Linked DNA regions of Anser cygnoides: all the other regions are linked to region 3. Evidence: chromatin contacts called from public Hi-C data. All regions are on one chromosome and are shown on one strand. Each heading gives the region's core, a stretch centred on a gene start, on an enhancer-like site or on the middle of the called end of the contact. The rest is flanking DNA. Distances are from core to core; before and after follow the strand shown. Region 1 overlaps ADGRV1 (adhesion G protein-coupled receptor V1). Region 2 overlaps ADGRV1 (adhesion G protein-coupled receptor V1). Region 3 has its middle 15 kb from the start of ARRDC3. Region 4 overlaps ADGRV1 (adhesion G protein-coupled receptor V1).

Region 1 (2,700 bases), core at 145-2,644, 130 kb before region 3:
TCTTAACTGAACTGATCTGATTTTTCATATCCTTTTTTTCCTCCTAGTTCTCCTATTCCTCTCACTCTCCTCTTCCTTTTCCGTACAGAGAAAAAAAAATAAAAAAATAAAACTAAGCAATGCTGAAAGTTTGACTGCCACATTATCATTCTATAAAAACTGGAAAAACTGTTATTAAATGTTTTGCACTTTCCTTGAAACTTAAATTCAGTAAAAGAATTAGTTTTACCTATGCTGAATTATCTGTGACACAAAATGGCATGGGCCTGCCTCTGAACTAATCCGCATGAGATATAAACTGGTCTAAATCCATCAAACACAAATGCAACATTCATTGGAGTTCACACCAAACAATATCCACAGCGGTATGGGCAGTAAGAGATCCCTGAGGTCCATTTCCCCATCACTCTGATTAGGTGATGATACCAAATGCAGTGCTCAAAGGAGGTAAGTCTAGCTGTGCTGTGCTTTGGGCAGTAGTATTTGGTTACAGAAGTCTCAAAATATAGTTGTGCATGTAGGTCACATTTTACAGCTGTGCTGGATGCTTTGGGGCAGCTTTTATGGTTCATCTGGGATTTGCTTGCCTTGACCCATAAGCAGATGGCATTTGGGAGAACTGTGTGTCCCAGAAAAAAATTTCCTTTTGAGGAAGGATGATTAAACAAAAGCAAAAGTAAAATCCTGCTGTGATCTTCAAGCTGCAGCTACAGTGAAAGCACACACCTCTTTTATTATTTTCAGCAATAATTCCACAGGTCTGTGCAACCTTTCTCAGTCAACGGCTTTCCTGAAATTAATAGGGTGAGAAGTGTTCGTCCCCTGACTTCAGTTCTTGCTACCCGTTCCTAAGGTAGCTAGGGAGATTGAGCCAGGAATCTGTCATTTTGACATCAAGATGTGTGCAGTTGTCACCTTTTGCTTTACGGATCGAGACCACATCTCAGCGTGGGATATGAAGCAGCTTGTGGAGCAGCTCTGTCTGTCTTTGCAAGACATCCCGTTCGTGAGCACCTCGCAAAGCCACAGCCGTGATGCTGCACCAGGCTGTTCTGCCCTGCAGTGCTGCTCCCGGTTCAGCCCCTATCTGCCGCTCCCGCCGGGCAGAGGCAGGTGCAGGGCCACGATAAAGGGCACTGACTCGCCGCTCTGCAGGCTCACAAATTTATATTTTCAGACTATTTGTGAGGAAACCAACTGGTACTTCCTCCCCAGCAGCAATGTTGCGAGTTTCCGTTCCGCTCCGTGTCCTGCACATGCTGTACTGAGAGCTGCGTGTCTATTTACAAAGCAGGAAAGAGAAAACCTCCCTGAAAACCCTAAACAAACAGTACCCTACATAGTGCACAAACGCCTATTAATAACAGAGCAAACTGATCCAAAACTTCAGGGCTGGAGTTTCTCTGCCTGCATGGTTTGTAGGTCAGAACTGACAATTCATTTATTTTTTAAAAATCACTAGTATCAGGAAAAGCTCGTGGTTCGCTTATCAGGAAGAACATATATTTATATAAGTGCTTAGCAGTAACAGTACTGACATGGGCTTATAGTACAAGCTCAACAAAAACTGTATTGTTTAAGTGAAAATGAGAGACGGCACTTTGTAACTGCTGGTGAGTTTTGTTAAGTTTCTAAGTTGTTTTACCTTGCTTTTTTTTTAGCTTTCCTAAACAGCTTGCATCAATGTTAAAAAACCTACTTGCTTTTAGCAAATTTACTTTTTAAACTACAGAAAGGTCTTTTTTTTTTTTTTTTTTTTTTTTGCCACAGCTAGAAGCAACAGGAACTGACATTTAAATAGCTTCAGATACATATCATGCAGAGAGAAGTGTAATATTTACAATTGTTATGTCTGTCATCTGAAACTTCACACATCCTTTGTGTGAAGATTATTCTCTGAGGCTCGAATCTACTAATAATAGAGAACATCTTGCTTTGTAAAATGGAACTCCAGCAGAGCGCTAGTTTTTTAAAAACTTCTGATCACTTCATCAGGAACACTCTGATTTCTGATATCTGATATCTGAGACAGGATATAATGCTTGGGGTTGGGGCCCAAATCTCCCAGCTGGCTGCATTGTTTTATGGAAAGAAATAATAGGCAAAACAGTTCTAGGGAGAGGTTACAGACATTTAAATATCACTTAAAAATCTTAAGCTGCCTAGTTATAAATAGGCTAATAAATATATAATCTAATATATTCTAGTCTAATAAATAAATATTCAAGATTTTTTACCAATATAACCAGAATTAAAGCTATTTTATAACACTGCACTGCAACTCCGTGTACGAAAACTAGAGTTTAAAACTTGTTACAGCCCATGTGATTTGTCCAACATGGGTTAATCACACAGTGTGTTTGCAGGTCACTCAAAGAAGGCAGCAGGGATTTTCCAAAGAACAGAGGAGGGCTGGTCAACCACAACCTGTAAAGTCAGTGTCAGCAGGATGTGGGCTCTGTCCGGCCTCTTGGAAAGCTCCAGCCGACACCCTTTGACTCAGTTACAACGCAGCCCTACTTTCACCTTAGCATAAGGCCATTTATTAGAGTTACCTTGCGCAAATACCATCAGATGGCTCTCTCCTGGTTATTTTGAGCTACTCTCTTGCTTCAGAGCCCAAAAAAAAAAAAAACTCTATTTCCTGAGAGAAACCTCGTGTTAAAAGAAACCCATGCTTATTGGAGAGTCATCAAAATA
Region 2 (2,912 bases), core at 66-2,565, 170 kb before region 3:
AGTACAAAATGGGGCTTAAGTTTTTCAGTTAAACTCAAAATTACTTCCGAGAAAGATTCTCAGCTTGGCTGATGACTGTGTCAAATCAGGGTAGCAGAGAAGAACCTGCAGTTAGGGTTCTGCATCTGTATGAAAGGTCAAGCCTGGCATAGGGTGTACACCTCTTTTTGTATCCATTTCCCACCTATATTTTCATGCTGTGTACTTGCATCCAATCAAATAAAAAGTACAGATATTCACATTCAAGAGGATATGATAAATTGCAATATGATTCATGGAATAATGCCACTGTAGCTTCAGTTTGCTCATAGAAAAAAATGTGGGACGAGATAATGTCTTTTATTACACCAGCTAGCACAGCTGGAGAAACTAGACAAGTCTTGTAATATGCAAACATTTTAGTGAAGAAGAACTGAAGAAAGTGCTTCTGTCTCTCAACTTCTGCATTTTTTTTCTAAGTGGCTGGTTTGCAAAAAGTTACTACCTCACTGAATTGCCTTGCTTCACTGTAAGCTTTGTCAGTTCCTTGTGACCCAAAGGGGACATCACAGCAGCCTGATATTGCTGAAAAAAATTAGGAGAACCCTACCTGTTTGCATAATACTTTACCCTAAACTCCCATCATAGTGGTTGTGTAATGCAAAAGATGAAGCATATGAACCTGATCTTTTCCAGTGACATTTATTCATCAGACCTGAGAGAGCAAGGATATGCCTGTGTAGTCCTTTCATGGCAGAAATAAGTATAGACTTCTCATGGTTCAAGCTGGATTCAGGCCAGAGGTGAGCAAACATTGCTTAGTTGCAGTTAGAGTTGCTTTGTTTTCAAATTAATGTGGGACCCAGCCTCTCAGCAAGAATTACTTTCTCAAGTGCTATAGAGCGTTAGCCCAAATGCATGGTTTTCGATCTGGTGCTAGCTCACTGTCAGCGGGACCTGAAGCACAAGGCAGATGAAATCACATCTGTGTGCAAGCTATAAAACAAATAAAAGTTGGTCTTATGTAACAAGGGCAATTGCCAGGCACAGCAGGTCTGCCCTCACTGTGCCAAAGGGCCTGTGGACAGCTGAGGTATTTGCTAGCATAACTTTTCAAGGTGGGTAGGTGAATGGGGACGTGCAGAGGGGGAGAGTGCAGGAAAGGACCTGCACAGACGTGGTTAACTCAGCAAATTAAGTTTTTTTTCTGTGACATGACAAAATCAGTTTTGTTTTGCTGTTTAGAAGGGAGCACAAGCAAACTCATCCACAAATGCAGTATGGAAGTGGCACAGAGTCATTGTCAGTTTGGAGTTCAGAAGTTATTTCAATGACAGTAATTGACTGTGTGAACATATTAAGAAGAAACAGAAAAACAGGCCAAATATGTGGCAGTGAGGTCATTTCAGTGAATAAATTAAGGTTCGTAAGCTACTTTATGCACTTTTGACCTTCTAGTGTTGATTAATTTTACACGTGGGAGGGGTCTGAGGAGTGTATTTGCTATTATTAGTATGATTGAGTATAGGAAGTGTTAGAAGCACTTGGTCTCAGCAAAACATCCATGTTTCTGTAGGAACAGGCAAAATGTTGAGACTAAAAACAGAAACAATCTCTAAAAGGTGATTGGTTTAAGATGTGTGACTGTTTAATACAAACATTCTTTGTGTTTGGTTTGTGTTGCAATGAAAGATAAGGACATGCTCCTAAGAACTAAAAAAAAAAAAAGAGGCTACAGAAAAAGTGCTTTTGTTCACTTCTTTGAAGTAAATGTAGTGATTAATTGCTTTGGAAGTATCAGTTAAGTCAAGAGGGTGTTTGCCTTCTTGTATACGCGCCCAGACACAATACCATTCTGTTTGGCCTTTTTTTTGCATGCATATTTGATTTAAGTGTATGTTCCTTAAAGCTGGTTTTTCAGAACTGTTTTCTGTCTTGGCTTTTTTGCCTGCAAAATTACCATACATCTGTGAGAAATATTCATTGTTTTGGGCCTGCAGAACATAAACAGCTCTCAGTTTTACAGTGACAGAGCTGCAGAGGAACTGCAGTCACCTCAGGGAAGGAATGTAAACTGGGCTAAGCATCTATCTGCTAACAAACAGCTCTTTTTAAAGAGCTTAGATCTTAAGTTGTTTGACTCTGGTCCAATCAAGAGGAAATTGGTCTCTGTGCTGTGAGTGACAGGAACATATTCAGTGTTCAAAACATACCCAGGAAAAAGAAAAAAAAAAAGAAAAAGAAAAAAAAAGAAAAAGAATTAAGCCAAAGATACTTATTCCTCTGACTGTGAATGTTTTCAGAAGAGAATCCTTCATTGCACTGCATTATACAGTGTATGTCCTATGAAGTCCTAGCACACTGTCTATTCTTGCTATTAGTTTTCTGTCAGTCAACTGTTGGTATATAGAATTTTCTGGATATCGGTTTTAAGACCATAGAATAAAAAACAAACAAGCAAACAAAAAACATGCTTAATTGTCAGATAGTAGGGTCATAAACTTTCCTTACTATTCTGGAAGATACAGTACAAAACATTTTCGAGCCTAAAAATTCCCTGTTGTTTTAACTACCTTTGAAATGCTTTGTTGCCTAAAAGCAATTTTTGTGCAAGCAGGTTCATTTGGAAATGGATTTGAAATGTTTCCAATTGCTTTTTCTGTTTTTCATCTGACACAAGGAAGCTGAAGATGCTTCTAAACTGCTGCCTGATCACAAACGGGCTTTGTTCCTCTTACAAGGTGGGTTCGGTGGATCACGTAACTGGAAACAATAAATGCAGTTGCAATGCATAAAAGAGGAGCGTATGGGGGTTATTAGTGCTTCTCCACTGCTGGGGCCCGAGGGGCTCATAAGCAAAGGTGAGGTGCTGGTGGTGGCACCACAGCAGGCTGCCATTTCCCTCAGCCACACCAGGTCCTGCGCAGGGCCTA
Region 3 (2,867 bases), core at 143-2,642:
CATATCGTGAAAACAAATGAAAGTTTTATACTGTGAATTCACAAGCCTTCTATCTAATTGTTATTCCTGGTATTTTTTCAATAAAAATATGGTTTTAAGGAGAAAATATATAGTGGCTTTTTAAGGACATTCTGGGAAAGTATTTCAAGTACAGAAGGTAGACAAAAGACGATTTTTGAGGAAATTGAGCTGTATGATTGGCTGTATTGGTTGTGTAGGATATAGGAGCAAAGACAAGCATTCAAAGAAGTAGGATGTTTTGGAACACTGGAAAATCTGAATAAAATATAGAAAAGGGAAGTCAGGGATGGGATTAAGAGAAGGTTGTTACCATCTTTAAATTACTTTGAATTATAAAGGGAAAAAAAAAAACAAAAACAGGAAAACCTTGGGAAGAAAAGTAAACAGTCATGTGGTTTTGAAGTTAAACTGTGTTGTTCCACTGCTGCCTAGGCCAGGTATTGCTTTCTTTATTTGTTTTCTTTGGGAGGATACCTTTATGTGATACAGCAGACAAATTGCTTTATTGCTTTAGAGGTGTGGAACCCTGTCACAATTAATGGTGTCTGATGCACTAAAACATAACGGGCAGCAGTAAAACTGTCTTTCCTGTCTTAAACTGGTAAAAGATAGGTATGAAGAACACTTGCTTTAATTTATGGGAGATAATTAAATAGCTGTAAAACATCAGTGAAGCTTTTTCTTTGTTTATAACACGTTTAACACTGAAACAGCTTTGGAAATGGGAGCTGGAGTTTAAGATGTTAGGAAGATGCTTCCTCTTAGCCTGGCTAGCCAGAAAAATGGATTGGTGCTAGCAGACTTCAACGCCTTTAGAATATACTCCCAAATGGGGGTGTAAATAATAATAATAATAGTAAAACACATTTATTAATCAGAAATCATTACCCAGGGAATATTGTACATATTTTACAGAGCTAGCAGAACCATGGAAGGATTTATGAAGTGCTGCTTAGCTGATGGACAAACATGACAGATTTGCCTTCAACATTGCTGTGACCATCTCTAGTGGGAAGTTTCATTTTGAATCTAGGCAGCCTGATGACAGCAAGGCCTTGTTTAGATCTAGGCAACTTCATTAATTTTCGGACAAAAATAATAAAAAAGTATTACATTTTGCAATGATTTATCCCTCCTCCTGTGCTTCTCCCATATATTCATTCGAAAATGGGAGCATCGTTATGTCCGTGGAGAAAGACGGAATGGCATCACGATAACCAATAAATTTTAGAAATAACATTTGTTAAATCAGCAAACAGCTAGCAGGTCCTGCTAGAAACCCTGTGGGGAGCTTGTGGTGGGGCTTGCTGCTCTCCCTGACGCTGATGCTCCATCACAGGGATGTTTTTTTTGTGTTCCTTGTGTAATACTTCAGTATGAGCACTTAGTACCTGGCTTTGCACTTTATGATTAGTTCCCGGGCTTAGGGTTGGTGTCATTTTTTTAACTCTTGCGTTCCTACCTCATTAAAAACGCATCTAAACTGCTTGATTTTTTGTTACGTTTAAAGCTCTCACCTTCGCTGTTTGAGGTCCTTGTCCTTCACCCAAGTCTGGCTAACGTCAGCAGCAAGGTGCCTGGAGCACACTGAAAACACGACGTCCTTCTGACCGCGGAATCGTCTGTTAGGAGCTGGATCAGACGAGGGGTTCGCCGTCCAACTCAGATTTCGTGGCCGCATCTGGCCCTAGCTCAGAAGCTACCGCCGCGTCCTGATGTCCACGAGGTCAGGAGGCAGGGAGATCCAGCTCTAAAAATATCAGGCTGTAGCTGGGCAGGGGAGTTCCAGGAGGGAGCGACTGCTGGGAGAAGAAATAGGTTAATTATTTCCTATTTCAAGGGTATCATCTGTGTGGCAGGTGGAGCATGCCTGACCGCCTGCCTCTGCAAGTTGGTTTCCCGGGGAAGAAAGTGGAAGAGCTGTCACAGAAACCCAGCCCAACAAAGCCCCAAAGAAGGGTTAAGTGCTACGTACATGTTTTAGCGAGGTAACTGCTAAAAAAAAAAGATGCTGATTGGTTTTGTGACATTGCCTAATGTCTCTCTTTGGAAGTGTAAGTGTGCAAGCTTTGTAACTTGCCATCCCTTGGATGGATACCACACGGGCAGCAGATGTGGAAGAGCTGTCAGTTTTACACCCTGGTGTAGGAGATTTGTATGTGCGAACAGGTATTTTAATATCCAGAAATACAAAGGATTTGTTTTTTAAAAAAATCAGACCTCTAAGAACAAAACTGGTAATTTCCAACTTTGTAATAACGCTGGCAGTAAACCTAGGCTTCAAAGAATCGTTATGAAGAGGTTCTGGTTGAAAAACGTGAGACTTCAAGAAAATACTGCCTGAAAACTGCTAGACAGCCCTGTCCCTTAAATGACACTGATGCTAATTTAAATTCTAATGCTGCCACGTAGCAACAGAAATTAGGTAGTAAAAAAAAACGTTGTCCTGGTATAAAATAATCAGCAGAAGCCCCGTGCGCGCCGGCCTCCCGCGGCCCTGACAGCTGGCCTGGTGAACCTGCTCTTAGGTCAAGCAACACGCCGATGCCGGAGGACGACGATAATCCACGCCGCGGCGGGCTCAGCTGCGTGTGGCATGCGGAAGCAAGATGCCATGGCAGGGCCTCGCCGCTGAGCGCCCGGAGCTGCGTTAACATCCTGCACACAGGGCAGGTGGTGGTTTCTGCAGTTAGTTTTCCCCAGGGGGGGAACAGGAGGCGACTTCCGCGTGTGGCCCTCCTGCCTTCGAAAAAAAATCCCTTCCAGTTTCCTCCCACCCCAAAAAGGTCCCAGACTGGCATGGCACATCCCGGAAAGGAACACTGTCGCGATTCCCCTGGGTCATT
Region 4 (2,981 bases), core at 308-2,807, 200 kb before region 3:
CCTCTACTTGTTCATTGTGACACTGCAGAATAATAGCAGTTTCTATGATATCAGATGATATTGTTAAGATATCATCTTAACATCATCATAATGTCATATAATATCATCATATTAAGATATTAAGATTTCTCAAACTAATTCTGTATTTAAGTTCTGTTTGGATTTATTTTTGTTTGTTATTTTTAAATTTCCTTAAATTTTAAATTTCCTTAAATTTCCTTTTGGAATTATCATATTGATAAAAAAAATGTAAAATTTAAATCCAATAATAATATGTTTTATGTAGTGCAACTACAGACGTGTTTATTATTTTCATATTCAAAAAAATTCAGTTCCAAGCTTAATCTGACTACTAAACTCTGGTTTGCTAAGTCAGATCATGTTGAATAATATTTACCTTGGACTGACTGCATCGTTACAGTAGTAGCCTGAAGGATATTCCCTGTCCTGAAATGTTTGGTCAATAAAATATTTTGAGAATGATCAAACAGAAGATGTGTTTACTAAGGGGAGCAATAAATTTACAGTGCCACTGAGCAGATCAGTAAAAAGCAAATAGATTTTGTTCAAAGTCTATTTCATTCTGCAGGGGATGATAAACTTGGATTGGGCCCATGTAAATGTTTTCTGTTCTAGATGATAATTAGCATATTGGCCCTTCATAGCCATTTTGGACTATAATTATTCTAAAAATTTCCAAGTTACATGAAAAAGCCTATCCATTAATGCTGATAATACAGCTTGTTCCAGATCATACTAGACAGCTTTGTTTCACTGTGTAGAATTTATGCTAAATTCCCTGAAGACTTTTTTTTTTTTTGTTTCATTGTTTAACATCCTTGTTATCAGGGTAATGCTGGGAGAATATATTACTTGCAGTTGTCCCTATTTTTATTTTAGCTGCTAAAATATCCCTCCTAACTTTAAGAGGCATGGAGTCAAAGGTATGGAATAGGGTAAGGAGTAAGTGCACTTTTAACGTGCCATTCTGTTTTCATTTCACTTTTGGTGAGTCTAGAAGTCAGTTAAAAATAAGAAAAAATTCTCTTATCTACTTTATTATTTGAATTATTGTTATGTCCTCTGTTTTCACAGTTGACTGCACCTTCCTCAAGGTGCTGAGGTTTGCTTTGCTTTTGCTTTGGCAGACTTTCTTATGTTGATAGAAGCCATCATTGTAGCACTTTATGATTCTTAATCCACTTCGGGAATGAGTAGTTTTTCCCCCTGAGAATAATAGGATTGTCAGTAATTTCAGCCTTGTGTTTTCAGCTATTGTTGGTTTTGCATGTCAACTTGATTCCATATTGTATCTTGTCAGTGGATCACTGTGTCTTTCTGTATTTTTGCTGTTATTTGTTCCAAAAAGAAATCTGTCCATGAAAGCTCCTTCTATCATACGATTCTTCAGTCTAATACTCTGGTAACATGTGAAGTGATTGAAGGAGAGCTATGAAGAAAGAGAGGGTTTGACCCAAATACAGCTGCTGAGTATCATGGTAGAAATTCAGTGGTTATTAATGTACAAAGCAGTTAATTCCTGTATGTTCCATCCCAGAACAGAATCATGTAGTAATGAGGATTGGCAGGGGAGACATCTAGCAATCATGTAGTAAAGTTCTCAAAGTTCTCAGTGAACGTGAGAGAATATGCACAGAGAACTGTGTAGTTTATGTTTCATTTTGATCATATAAGTGTATACTTAGAAGTGAGTATTCTCAATATTTCTAATATTTCTGGATGGATATGAGACTCGTTTGAAAATCAGAATGGGATTTGTATTTTTTTTCTTGATATAATTCAGATTGTGCTGAATTATAAATCAAAAGCTTCCCATTAAATTGGATAATAGTTTAACAGTAGTCTAAATACTAAATAGTCTAAGTATTTCCTACCATCATCTATTTTTCAAAATGCTACATTTAGCAATTACACTTGGAAGTGTGAATTTAGATACGTCTGATGGTTATCTATCTCAGACTTTTGTAAGCTTATTATGATCAAAGTATTTTCTTTCTCTTTGGTAGAAAACAAATGAAAAATAGTGCAGCACGGTACAGGAAAAATACTCATTTTATTAACCACTTCCCCCCCCCCCCCAAAAAAAAAAAAAAAAACTTCTAAAAGCAAACAAGTGAAAAGAAACAATTGTGCTTTACACATTGTGTTGAAGTTATTAATAGGAACAAGAATAACAGCAGATGAGACTTCTGAGAAATACAAAGGAATGGAATACAGGAGAACTGAAGCTTCTGTTGGAATTGGCCACTCTCCTGAGCTAAAGGGGAAGTAAACTCCAAACAGTTTTGTGAGAAACTAGAGAAAAGGAAGCAATCCATCCCCTCATCAGTTGGTCATGTTTGATTTACACCCCCAACTTCAGATTATACATGACTGCTACATAATGCTGTACAACCCACCTTTCTGGTCAGATTCTGGGTCAATAGTTACTCACAGGGACCAAAACCAACATTTTCTTTTGCAAATCTTTGTTATAAACAACAACGATGGAACAATTAGCATGGTTATTAATTAACAAAATATGAATTGAGAAAAAAATCAATTTTCCCATAATTAGGCACAGAATAGACATCACTAAAAAAATGTATATCCTCAAAATATTGGACTAACAAAATTATACAGTAATCTGCATTTGCATAGACTTTCTGCACTGTGTTTTCTAGCTATGTTTGTTAGAGAGAGAACTGCATGAGGTTTAAAAGTTTTAACTTTTCAGTGACTACTCCAAATAATGTAAAGTAAGGGCTATACACAAAGATTAACTTTGAGTGAGCCTAACGCTCCCTTCATGTGGTGAGGGTCTTACTCAGCATCAGAACAGCTGAATTAGACTGCTGTCTTGAATTGTTCTACGGTGAATTCTGTCACTCTCTCTTGTCTATAGGGAGATTACATTCACCATGTTGAATTTAGCCTTTATGAGTCTCTTCTCTTTAGTAGTGTCTTTGTCCTCATAGTAT

Evidence for each region. Hi-C and Micro-C count contacts between places; a contact is called where the count stands out from the background.
Region 1: a Hi-C map of liver shows a contact between it and region 3, with 15 times the contacts expected there. The contact joins two enhancer-like sites. A contact is called at or near these places in 2 of 7 Hi-C or Micro-C datasets (both in liver).
Region 2: a contact with region 3 is called in a Hi-C map of liver, with 4 times the contacts expected there. The contact joins two enhancer-like sites. A contact is called at or near these places in 2 of 7 Hi-C or Micro-C datasets (both in liver).
Region 4: a Hi-C map of liver shows a contact between it and region 3, with 4 times the contacts expected there. The contact joins two enhancer-like sites. A contact is called at or near these places in 2 of 7 Hi-C or Micro-C datasets (both in liver).

Annotation. Positions count from the first base shown.
Region 1 is chrZ:3,562,350-3,565,049 of Taihu_goose_T2T_genome, reverse strand. The region is part of intron 84 of ADGRV1 (adhesion G protein-coupled receptor V1); the gene reads left to right. Among named protein-coding and RNA genes, the nearest start is that of ARRDC3, 150 kb to the right of the region's middle. Within about 2 kb of position 1,394, at least 1 of the 3 cell types and tissues checked has open chromatin away from gene starts, as enhancers often do. A contact at or near this core is called in liver, where this site is marked.
Region 2 is chrZ:3,600,429-3,603,340 of Taihu_goose_T2T_genome, reverse strand. All of the region lies in intron 82 of ADGRV1 (adhesion G protein-coupled receptor V1), which reads left to right. Among named protein-coding and RNA genes, the nearest start is that of ADGRV1, 180 kb to the left of the region's middle. Within about 2 kb of position 1,315, at least 1 of the 3 cell types and tissues checked has open chromatin away from gene starts, as enhancers often do. A contact at or near this core is called in liver, where this site is marked.
Region 3 is chrZ:3,430,171-3,433,037 of Taihu_goose_T2T_genome, reverse strand. No RefSeq gene overlaps it. Among named protein-coding and RNA genes, the nearest start is that of ARRDC3, 15 kb to the right of the region's middle. Within about 2 kb of position 1,392, at least 2 of the 3 cell types and tissues checked have open chromatin away from gene starts, as enhancers often do. A contact at or near this core is called in liver, where this site is marked.
Region 4 is chrZ:3,633,272-3,636,252 of Taihu_goose_T2T_genome, reverse strand. The region is part of intron 82 of ADGRV1 (adhesion G protein-coupled receptor V1); the gene reads left to right. Among named protein-coding and RNA genes, the nearest start is that of ADGRV1, 150 kb to the left of the region's middle. Within about 2 kb of position 1,557, at least 1 of the 3 cell types and tissues checked has open chromatin away from gene starts, as enhancers often do. A contact at or near this core is called in liver, where this site is marked.